Linked DNA regions of Mus musculus: all the other regions are linked to region 2. A link is a contact called in public HiChIP or PLAC-seq data. All regions are on one chromosome and are shown on one strand. Each heading gives the region's core, a stretch centred on a gene start, on an enhancer-like site or on the middle of the called end of the contact. The rest is flanking DNA. Distances are from core to core; before and after follow the strand shown. Region 1 overlaps Npas3 (neuronal PAS domain protein 3). Region 2 overlaps Akap6 (A kinase (PRKA) anchor protein 6). Region 3 overlaps Npas3 (neuronal PAS domain protein 3).

What was found. HiChIP or PLAC-seq counts read pairs in DNA pulled down with a chosen protein or histone mark.
Region 1: a contact with region 2 is called in an H3K27ac HiChIP or PLAC-seq map of stem cell-derived neural progenitor cells, with 7 times the contacts expected there. The contact joins two enhancer-like sites. A contact is called at or near these places in 1 of 484 Hi-C or Micro-C datasets (cortical neurons), 2 of 115 datasets of contacts at active chromatin or transcription factors (embryonic stem cells and stem cell-derived neural progenitor cells) and 1 of 9 other capture datasets (embryonic stem cells).
Region 3: a contact with region 2 is called in an H3K27ac HiChIP or PLAC-seq map of stem cell-derived neural progenitor cells, with 14 times the contacts expected there. The contact joins two enhancer-like sites. A contact is called at or near these places in 16 of 484 Hi-C or Micro-C datasets (B cells, the MC3T3-E1 cell line, Th1 cells and 11 more), 4 of 115 datasets of contacts at active chromatin or transcription factors (embryonic stem cells, neural tube and stem cell-derived neural progenitor cells) and 1 of 9 other capture datasets (embryonic stem cells).

Annotation. Positions count from the first base shown.
Region 1 is chr12:54,032,493-54,036,367 of GRCm38.p6, forward strand. The region is part of intron 7 of Npas3 (neuronal PAS domain protein 3); the gene reads left to right. Among named protein-coding and RNA genes, the nearest start is that of Gm35818, 110 kb to the right of the region's middle. Within about 2 kb of position 1,604, at least 36 of the 459 cell types and tissues checked have an H3K27ac peak or open chromatin away from gene starts, as enhancers often do. A contact at or near this core is called in stem cell-derived neural progenitor cells, where this site is marked.
Region 2 is chr12:52,934,924-52,938,675 of GRCm38.p6, forward strand. Akap6 (A kinase (PRKA) anchor protein 6) reads left to right here. Exons shown (of 14, transcript NM_198111.2): 6 at 2,212-2,308; 7 at 3,420-3,583. Among named protein-coding and RNA genes, the nearest start is that of Gm51971, 140 kb to the left of the region's middle. Within about 2 kb of position 1,733, at least 2 of the 459 cell types and tissues checked have an H3K27ac peak or open chromatin away from gene starts, as enhancers often do. A contact at or near this core is called in stem cell-derived neural progenitor cells, where this site is marked.
Region 3 is chr12:54,051,748-54,055,169 of GRCm38.p6, forward strand. The region is part of intron 9 of Npas3 (neuronal PAS domain protein 3); the gene reads left to right. Among named protein-coding and RNA genes, the nearest start is that of Gm35818, 88 kb to the right of the region's middle. Within about 2 kb of position 1,349, at least 11 of the 459 cell types and tissues checked have an H3K27ac peak or open chromatin away from gene starts, as enhancers often do. A contact at or near this core is called in stem cell-derived neural progenitor cells, where this site is marked.

The sequences.
Region 1 (3,875 bases), core at 354-2,853, 1.1 Mb after region 2:
GAGCACACTTGCAGCAGTCTGCACTAGTCTTTGTGCCAATTACTTCAAAAAGTATTCCTGAAAATAAAAAAGGAGATGGGACTTTGTTGTTGTTGTTGTTATAGAGTGTGGTTTCGATTTTAATTTTTAGAATCGATCTTTCCCAAAAACGATGTCTCCTTTCAGCTCTGGGCTGTGCATCTCTGTGCCCCAAGCCTTGTTTTAAGCCTTGCTATAAAATGGAAATCCTGATAAAGACATAGAAATAGCAACGGAAATCAGCAAGACGGGGGAAAGTGCTGTCGCTGCTGACACTCCACCCTCATCTATTTAAACAGCTTCGGAAAAGAAACTGCTAGAAGCTGGTTAAGGAGTTTCCAAATGTGTGACTGTAAATGACTATCTCTAATCATGGCTGAATAAACCAAACGCAGCAAATGAGCTGGCGGCTCACACAGAAGGCCCGAGACTGTTGGAATTGCATCTGCTGAATGGATAATGACCCATGTCAGTGCATGGGTCTTTGGAAAGTTAAAGTCCTAAGTTTGATCAATTCGTTTATATATGTACACAGACAGAGAGGCTGACAGACATGTGTGTACATGTACACACACACACACGTATATATTTAGGAAAAGAATAGAGGAAAATGTCCTCTGACATTTCATCCTGAATTGGTAGGGAAAGCACTGGGCAAGTAATTACTGGGTTTGATCATTAAGGAGTGTTATATCTAAATTCGTGGAATACTGGAGTTTAAAACTGACCTACCTGTTTGCTTTAAACAACTTTAACTATCAAGCATAAACATTATTACTTATGTTTTTCCTTTAAGAGGAAAATTTAAAAACTCCTCCTCCTGAGGAGACTGCCCTCCACTGATGGTCAGCTTGGCTGTCAAGTCCATGTGGCTAACTCTTTTTAATTCTCTAACTTCTATAACTGAGGGAGAGAAGAGCTGGCGACACTCGGTATCTAAATCATCTCTTAACGTTTTCCTTTCTGGTCAAAACACACGCGTTATCATCCCATAGTTCTGTATGATGAAGGAGGGGCAGGACACGTGCCCTTTTGTGAGGCCACCTTCATGTTTCCTCTTGGCTGGGACTGCTGTCTTCATGCAGGGAGCACCTCTCGGCTGGCTTTGAACATTCATTGGCTTTGTTATAGTTTAGAACATCAATATAAAATTCTGCTAGCAAACTTGAGACAAAAATAAGAGATGCAGAATATGACTGGTTGTTGAACTCAGGAAATGTATGCCGAATGTAGCAAGGAGTTAATCGAGGGCCAGGAACATACCCTTGCCTTTGTTTCTAGCCAAACATAGAATTTATTAGATCTTTCCCAGTAAGCTATGAGCCTATGGGTTCCAAAGACAGTGTATCACATATCATAGCATCTCTCTCTGAGAAGTAGAGCAGGAGGAGGAAATAGGAAGCCAGTTTTCATCCCTTGCCTGGCATGAGACTTGTTCCAAATCTTCTTTGTTTCCCAACATGGTTGGAAGATACAATCGAAGCCTGTTATATTGAGAAGAACTGCCTCTCTGCCCTGTCAGTGGCGCTAAGCCACCAGGGGTTCTGGGGGGCCAGGAAGGGTGATGCCCATCCTCCACACCAACTGACAGGGGATGCGAAACTTGCCCTCTCCTACAGCACAATGGTGCTCTGTCCTTCTCTAGGAGACTTTAATATAGTAACTGAATCAGGTGAAATTTGATCAGATGTGTACAGCTCCGTCTTCTCACTTTGCCACATAACAATTTATAGAGGTGTTTCTACCATGGTCCTGTTTTATTAAATGATATTTGAAGTGTTCCACTCTCAGAGAAAATGTGGTTTATATCCTTGGCATACATTTACATAATCTCGTTAAGGAGATCTGGCAGCTTAGTTAAACTATCCCAATAAAAAATATATATATCTTATCTTTGGTAGAAGAAAGGCTGTTTTCTCCAGAGGGAACAAGAGGCAGATATGGGATCTGGGCCCATTTTGAGACCTTTGGCTCTAGTTATAGTTCTGTTTTCCATGTTATGTATTTGAACTTTGTTAAAAGAGATAGATGAGGAGTAACTTATGTTTGGAGGACCCAGTCATGTAAGGAGAGGATGCTCTATCTAATGTATATTAAATGTGGATTTTAAAAGGGAATTTTTACTTGTTGCCTTAGAAAATATTTCTATTAAAAAAAAAATAAAACAAGGGTGATGAATTACCAGCAATCTCTCAGCTCCCCCGCTGGAGCCATCAAATTAAGGGTTAACCTCCCAGGATCCCCTGAATTAATCAGGAGCTGAGCCAGCGGCAGGATGGGGAGGGGGAGGGGATTGGCAGAGCTCAGCCTCCCCCAGGAGGCTCCCAGCACAACAGAGCAGCCCACTGTGGTATAGCCACTGAGAAGGCAGACCCTTTCACAAAGAAAAAAGCAAGCACCGGAAGCCTGTCTCTAGCCCCCTCACACACACACTCCCCCCCACACACACCCCACCCCACATCCCACCCCTGCACCAGCTCAGGCCTCCTGCCTATCAGGTGCCAATCCTCCGTTGTCTGGGAACCAAAAAGCACTAGGTCTGACTATTTTTCAGTACAGAGTTCATTGTAAATACATGCTTTTCTTTTTTGGAAGTCAGGCTATGCGTGCCCCTGGGTGGCCTTTTTAGGCTCCATGGGCTCATCCAGCTCTCTGTGGAGAGAAGCCTTAGCTGGGTGGACAGTAAGGCCTGCCAACCTCTGCCATACCAAGCAGCAGGGAGAGCCAGTGCCCCGGACCTCCTGAGAGACAAAGAATCTAAAGTGGTAGAGATGGGGCCTGGGAATCCGCCTTCCTTACAAGCTTTCTTTTCTCGTGGCACATACAATTTTAAGAACCACTCATTCCAGAAGCTGTTTGGGCTGGTTGGTTTAAACAAAACCCCTGCTATCGCCATCAGTTACTTCATGGTTTCTAAAGAGCTCACTCTATGAGCTCTCCCTCTGCAACCTGGCCTTTGAATCACATTGGGTATCTGTGAGAAAGAGTACCGATGCCCATGCTCACACACATCTCTGTCCCAGTGGGTTACCCTTCAGGACCCGAGCACCTCTGGTGAGAACTGAAAGACTCCCTCTTCCTTCCCTTCGTGCTGCTATCTACAGCTTGAGATACCTTATAGCAGCAGCGTTCCAGCTGTGTCTGCTTCCTGCTTCCCTTCCGTGGCTCACAGTAATCAGATAAGCATCATACAGTACGCTCCTGTGGCATCAAACTTCCTCCTTACTCACCTCCATCCAAATCTGAAAGGATGTAGAAAACTAACACTCCCCACATAGTTATAGCCCTTCCCCTTGGCAAGACTGACTTCTGTCAGCATTCATCTCTCTTAAAGCGCTGCCCTCGTGCCCAGACTTCTTCTTCTCTTCCCCACTACTATTGAGCCCACCTGAAGCTCTCCCTACAATCTGTACCCAGTATCAATAACCCTGTGACTTTAAGGAAGACTCAGCATCCCCTGAGTTCACAGACACCCTTCATGCCTACCCAGTGACATTCCAGGACCACCTCTACTCTTGAACATCTTCCCTTGGCCCTGGAAGAGATCTGCCTTATATTTCCTCCCAGCCCATAGTTCATTTCCTCTGAGTCATCTCTGCACCGTCTTGCAGTGCATCTGCATCTCTGCACAGTCTTGCCACCTTCTTGAAAAGACAGTCATCTGCACTTGAAGTCCTACTGTAACTCGCATCAAATCCACAGTTTTAGTTTGAAAGTCTGCTTCTAAAACTAAACTCTGAGATCTTGCAAAGAGGAGGGGAAATGGCATCCTATAACCTGCCTCACCAAGAGTCTAAGGGTTCTGGGCTCTCTTCTCCATGCTGTAGGCTTCTTCTATAAAGAGATCTGGTTTCACC
Region 2 (3,752 bases), core at 483-2,982:
GAAACCTGCGTAACCTAGTCTAAATGGCATTGCTTCAGTACAGAGGCAACCCACAGCAGGGACCGAAAGCAAAGGATGTAGTAAACAATTAGATATCCATAGGTGCTGCCTTAATTGGACTGATCAGAAGTATTGAGGGATCTGACGTGATGGCTCAGAAGTTAGGAGCATTTACTGTTCTTGCAGAGGACTCGGGTTCTGTTCCCAGCATTCACACAGTGACTCACAGCCATCCACACTTTCATTTCCAGGGGACCTAACTCCCTCTTCTGGCCTCCACAGGTACTGCATGCACACAGTGAACATATATGCAAGCAGGTAAAAATACCCATACAGATTTTTAAATAATCATGTTTAAAAGGAAGGATCAAGATTTCTGAGCATCACATAGTTTTTTGTTTTTGTTTTTGTTTTTTGTTTTTGATTTGACTGAATACTTGTAGCAGACGGAACAATGTAAGAAATGCTGAATAGCACACAGGGAGACAAATATTTTCTCTTTCTGGAATATTGAGCTGAAATGTTACCGTATCTACTGAGAAGGATGGATGACACAACTCATCATTTTGAATTGCGTCAGTTCAAATCCTTATCTCTATGTTACATTGCTATCTCTCTTAGTTTCATACTATCTCTCTCTTCAGTCTATCTCTGTTTATGGTACTTTAAAAAGTCCCCTTTCTCCTGGAAGAAAAGAACAAAGCAGACTCACCCCTGGGCATCCACAACCCAGACTGCATTCCCCAGGTTCAGTTATCCACTAACACCAGAGCCCATGGGCTTTGGTCCTCAAGCCTCCATTGCCTGGCTTGATGTCATAGACCACAGACAGTATGAGAGTCATGGAAGGAAGACCCGATCTTACAATGTATGATTACCCAACTTCTTTAATTAAAATGAAACACAGTGTGGAGTCACCTGATCCTGTTTCCTGATGCTTAATACCAAACACAGGACAGAGTATTCATGTATTGTCCCACGACGTTTAACAGAAGAAAACACGTTGCATATTTTGGAACCTTATCACGAGAAGCCAATATTTAGCACACTGTATTTCCAATTAGTGAAGTGAGGAATGAATTCTTGCCCCAAAGACTAATGAATGATTTGGTTGCTGGTGGGTAATGTGATTTTTCCTTCTCTGGACTCCTGTGGTTGGAATGCCTTTAAACATTTCAGAGCTGGAAAAGGTTTTTGGAAAACATTTGAATTTCTTAAAATATCTAGACTTCCCAGTAGAGAGCATCACTGAACACACTCAGCAAATGTTGACTGTGACCACAAACTAGTGAACCCTAGCACGTGATATATCTGGAAAGTAGCAATCATTAACCTGCTTATAATTTGCAAGCTAAAGATGGAGATATAGCAGCAGATGCCTGATAAATTCAATAGTAGTAGCACATGTAAGGAGGAGGAGGAGGAGGAAGAGGAGAGGAATGGCCACCACCAAGTGTATCTGGGGAGGCTTCCTGGAAGCAGTGACTAAATTTGATATGAACCTTGAAAGAAGTCAGTGACTGTCATGAGGGTAAATCTCTTGCTGTACTTGGTGTGTTTATTTGTAAGACAACATCACACCATAAGAAATAAGCTTTTAAAGAGCAAAAAAGTCTGGAAAGAGTTGGAATCTAGACTGTAGCAGCCAGCTGCCCTTCTCTGTACCATGGCTCCTGCAGAGTCAAGGAACAGAGAGGAATCAAACGACCCTGCATTTGTGGATGCATCTAGGCGACATAAGGCTACTGCGTTTCTTGGCTGCCAACTTCTGTGGCTTTGTAAAGACTTGCATTACTAATGATCCTTAGACACGAAGGAAAGCGCACGTGTGCGGTGGGAATTCGCCGTATTTTACTGAACACTGCCACTCTCCACATAGCCTATGGGATGTGACTTTTCATAAAATCGTAATGAATGTCTGCATTTGTCGAGCAGTTTCCAAACAGATGCACTCTGCTAGTCTAACAGAAACATTTAAAGCCCAGACCCCAAATATCAATAGCTTTTAGTATTGCAAATTAGTCTGTCTATTGGGTAAATAGGGCCATGTGGTTCTTGATAAAAAGTAGCAAACAATTCTGCACGCGTGCTTTGTGTGTGACCATAAGCAATTCTGCGTGCGTGTTTCGTGTGTAACCGTAAGCAATTCTGCGTGCGTGTTTCGTGTGTAACCACCTTCTCGGAGCCTGAGGGTCCTGTGCTTCTTTTCAGAGCTTTAAGTTGAACGTAGACAGTCACTGTGCCCTCAAGGAAGCCGTGGAGGAAGAAGGACACCAACTTCTTGAGCTCATTGCGTCTCACAAAGCAGGTAAATCCCCCTGAAATATTGCGGGTCTTTATGTCTCCAGACTATTAAGAATGAGGAAGCATTGCCGTAAATTACTGCATATATTCACTTCCTTATGTATTATTAATATTTACATTATCAGATTGACCTTCAAGATTTATAAATGTTTCATATACTGCATACAATGCTGTGGTACTTATAAGATGAAATACTGCCTCCAAACGGTCTGTTCATTTTATTTGGGGCTTGCCATCCGCCCGAGTTCCAATTGAAATCACACTCCTGAAAACTTCACGTTGACATGCTTTTTGATGTAGGAGCTCTGGAAGTAACATTAAGATAATGAATGAGAGCTGTTCTTATAGACACAATGCATACCCACTAGGGTGAACATAGACATCATTATGGGTTGAAGGCAGGCTGCCCATACACATCTGATTATTTCCCTGCCGGTTCACACATGTGGACGTTTGGCATATTCTCTGTAGGTCTTTGCATTAGCAGAAGCTTAGGCCTTCAACCGGTTCTTAGACCAATGTTGATGAATTCATGAAAAAAAATGCATTATGAACAAAAAGAAGTTTTCTTGTATGGTTCCACTTATCCTGATAGTCAAAGACCACAAAACAGGGTGAGTTGAAGCTCCCCCACTCCCCTGCACTTACTATACAAACGGGAAAAGAACCGCATTAAGCAGATATGTTAATGCCAAATAGCAGTCTCTTGATTCTGGCCTATTTACTGTATTTCCAGTTGAATTACCTGTCTGTTTTCAGATATCTTTCTTTCTGATCATTAGGAAGTCTCCATGCAGATAAACCCAGGGCCTTTATACTGGAGGTGTGAAGCTATAGCCTTAATGACATTTACACACCACGATCCTTCCACTTTTATTGTTCACACCAAACCACCAAGTCTGCGTCAGTTTCTGCACATGCCTGCCCTGTTTCTGCATTGTTATGTCTTAGCATTGCCAGTCTCAGCTCTGGGTGGCAAGTGCCAGGCAATGGGAAGGTCGTTTAGAAGCATGTGTACGGCTTGAAATAGCCACCCAGCTTTCTATGTCACAACCCGTAGCGGGGTAAAGATGCAGCCGGGCCCACAACTTGTGCTTTCCTCTCCTTTGGAGAAGGACTGAAGGACATGCTGAAGATGATTGCAAGTCAATGGAAGGAGCTGCAGAGGCAAATCAAACGGCAACACAGCTGGATTCTCAGAGCCCTGGACACCATCAAAGCCGAGATACTGGCTACTGATGTGTCTGTGGAGGACGAGGAGGGGACGGGGAGCCCCAAGGTAAGTGGCTTGAAGTTTGCCTTATTCCCTCTTATTCCTGTCTTCTTTTGAACTAGGCACCACTGAAGTTTTCTTTCCACCCCTAAGGCTCTTCTTTTCTAGTGGGTAAACTTTGTAACTCCTCTGTCTCTGTCTCTCTCCTCCCATATATATATATATATATATATAT
Region 3 (3,422 bases), core at 99-2,598, 1.1 Mb after region 2:
TACTTCAGATATTCTGATATCTGTCTTGTGCTCTGAGTCACAGATAAGACTTAAAGAAGAGGGGGCTCAGATGTCTTTGAGGACTAGAAATCCTGCCTTTATCATTGGCATCTCTTCTCAGCATAGGTGCCTGTAAATCCATAAATGAACGTGTCCCTAGAATCAGAAAAGTAAAGAGAGATCTTCCGCTGCACCAGGATCTCATGACTCTGAAAGGACACGGAGAACACAAGGCCACCTGCCTCCCACTGGGCCGGTTCAAGGTACCTGGTGTTAGCTAGATAGATCTCCACCTACAGTGTCACATTGTTAGCAAGGCTTGGTGACTTGCATCTGACATCCCTGTGGAGAGGCTGAGGCAGGAGGATTACCAGGAGTGCACGTTTAGTCTCCCTAGTGACCATGGCTTGAAAGTCAAGGGAGTTTCAAGTCTGTTTATTTCCCACTGTGACAAAAGACCTCTGTGACTTCTTTTCATTAAGCCCAGTTTCGTTGGTTCTTCAGGTCAAATTGGCTAAATCACCATTTCAGGGTTTGAATTTTAAACTGCATATGGCAGTGATTATTTGGGGACCTTTCTCTCTGCACTGCCCTCTCGTCTTCCATTGCTCAGGAGACCGTAACCTGGAGATGACCATTCATGTCCCCTAGATCACCTGTTCCAGCTACCTAAGAGCACCTGGGTCACCCTTGAATTATACGATGTTTCAGCACACAGCACTCTGTCTGCCTATAACCTAAAGCATGGACGGCTAAGCCACATGCAGGCATATGCTTGGCATTTGTCTTTATTGCTACTGATGAAGCCTTCGCCTAGAGTCTGAGCTGTTTTCTTGATCCAGCCCCTAGGGTTCTTCCTAGGTCAGATCAACAACTCTCTAAAACCTTACGGAGAGACAAGAGACTTGTCTTTCTTTCACCTGGTGACATCGTGTTCCACCGGCAACACTCAATGACTCTGCAGTGGGATTCAAAGAAAGAAAGCGTGAGCTACAGACAGTGGCTGCTTCCCCTCCAGGATGACAAAACCTCCAAATGCCTTTCCAGAGAAACAAAAGGCCTGCCCTGTTGCCTACAGGACCAAGTGGAAATAAAACGGGTGGCTGACCCACTATACTTAAGGGCGAGTGTTCAAGCAACACACGGTAGCCATACTGCTTGCTTCTTAATACATTTTTTAGCAACGTGACTATACAGCTACCTGGCATAATGCATTCCATGCTGTTTTGCATCAATAACCCCTACACTTCCCTCCTGAAGGCGTCTCATCGCCAAATGCAAGCAGACTGCTTAATGCAGGACTAATTAGTATATCCCCTTCCAGTCTGCAGGCCCTCCATTGTAATTCCTTCCCAGCTCATTTTTTTCTACAACTGAACATCAATCAAAGTAAGTGCCCTGCCTGCCTAGGCAACACAAGATGTCCTCCATGCATTTGTCATCTGCCACACAAACAAAGGGGGAATTTAATTGTTGATTTGGGTATGCAGCCATAGCTCACAGGAAAGGGAGAGGCAAGTGAGGGAAGACAGGAAGGAATAAAGTTTGATGGGTGGGCCAACGACAGATTGCACTAGGGGATCTCCACTGTTCACTCATCTCAGTGCTTCCTCTGGGTTGGGTCTTCAGGGATTTTGCTACAACCTGGCCATTGCCTGGACTTTTTCCCAAAGTGAGTGATTTTTTTTTCTCTTCTCCCTTATGAATATGAAAATTCCCATGGAAGAAAACACAGTGAATAGCTACCACAGCTGCCTTTCTCCCGAAAGCCAAGTGGATCTACATTGTCTGTTCCTTAGCCGCAGACACTGCCACAGGCCGGCAAGAAAGCACCGGGTTTCTAGGCAGGAATGAATTAGGGTTAGTAGTTTGTATCTTTCTTCTTGAGGCAAGTGTTGATTTTGGGCTTTTCAAGTCCATGGCAGGCAAGTACATAGAGCAAAGCCAGCAAGTGGGACTGCTCACCAGTCGAGTGCTTGTCTCGGGTGTCAGCCTGTTCATGAGCAGTGTGGACATGTGCAAAGAGCTTGCACACATGTACTGCTTCAGGCCCATGCCAAATATACTGAATCAGAGCCCAGGGTTTGTAAGTCCACGATCGCTTGCCAACTCCCTTCAGTGTGAAGACTGAGCAATGCTGACCAGGCTGGCATTTAGGAGTCAACACAAACCAACTAATCAGCTCAAGTTCCTTTTCCTCTAGAGTTGGAGTGATTTCGTTGATGATAGTGGCACGTAAGCACACTGATTGAAGGTATCTCAATCAATGTTCAAATGAAACGAGTGTATAATTATCTGATAAACTTGACTTTTTAAAAATGATATAAACTAGAACCGGAGAGATGGCTCGGTGGAAATAAATAAATAAATAAATAAATAAATAAATTTGCTCCTTTTGCAGAGGACCTGGGATTAGTTCCCAGCACCCAGGGTGGCTAAAACCTATCTGCAACTCCAGTTTCAGGGACCTGTGCAGGCAGCCCGTGTCCATGGTATACTCGCATGCACACACACTATATTAAAAGTAACGATGTCTAGCTTAGGAAGGAAAAGGAAATCTTTGATGTTTCTCCCCAGGGTAATATTTTCCTATGAATACTTTATTACATGTGTGAATAAGAGTAGGGATATTTTCCCTGTTCTCCTTCATGTAACATTTCTGACTACTTTTACCATATACGACACCTTGTGGTATTACTAGGAGATTTAAAAATAAGGCATCCAAGCTTACATACTGGTGGGGAAGATAGCGTGAGACAGCCAACTCTGAATATATAACATACAATGAAGACTATTAAGATGTATGAATGAAATACAGAGATCCCAGAAGCGGGGACATCCAAAGGGAAGCTGGAAAAGAAGCCCCAGAGGCCGCAGACAAGGCACACTTCCTAGCCCTAGAAAGAGGATAGATGGTAAGAAGCCAAGATGGCAGGAGATACAGGGAGTATCAAGGGCATTCCAGGAGTAGAGAAGTGTGGAGAAGCATGGAATACAAAATCGCTTTCCCCAGAGAGCAAGCTACAACTTTGATTTGACTGATAAATTCAACTCTCCAGTGGACTGTCGTCCCTGGTTGCCAGTTCAGGTAGTAGCTACTTTTGTTATGTGTTTTTTAATACAACATCAAAAATAGTCCTTTTAAAAACAGCTCTTATAAAACATGATCCAAAAAAATAAAATCAATACTTCTAAATCATCTATTCCACCTAAGTCAACTAAACTAAATAGAATCAACCCCATCACTTTTCTATTATGCCATCTGTTCTTGATCTTTTGTGACTTATCTTTATAGTTTCCCTTTAAAAATTCAGTCTGCATATTAGAAAAGGTCCTTTAAGATGTTTCTAGGTTCAGCTGAGTAGCATAGAATTTACTTCATGGGTGTGGTTAGTATACAAGAGTTTGCCTGCAATTGTGAG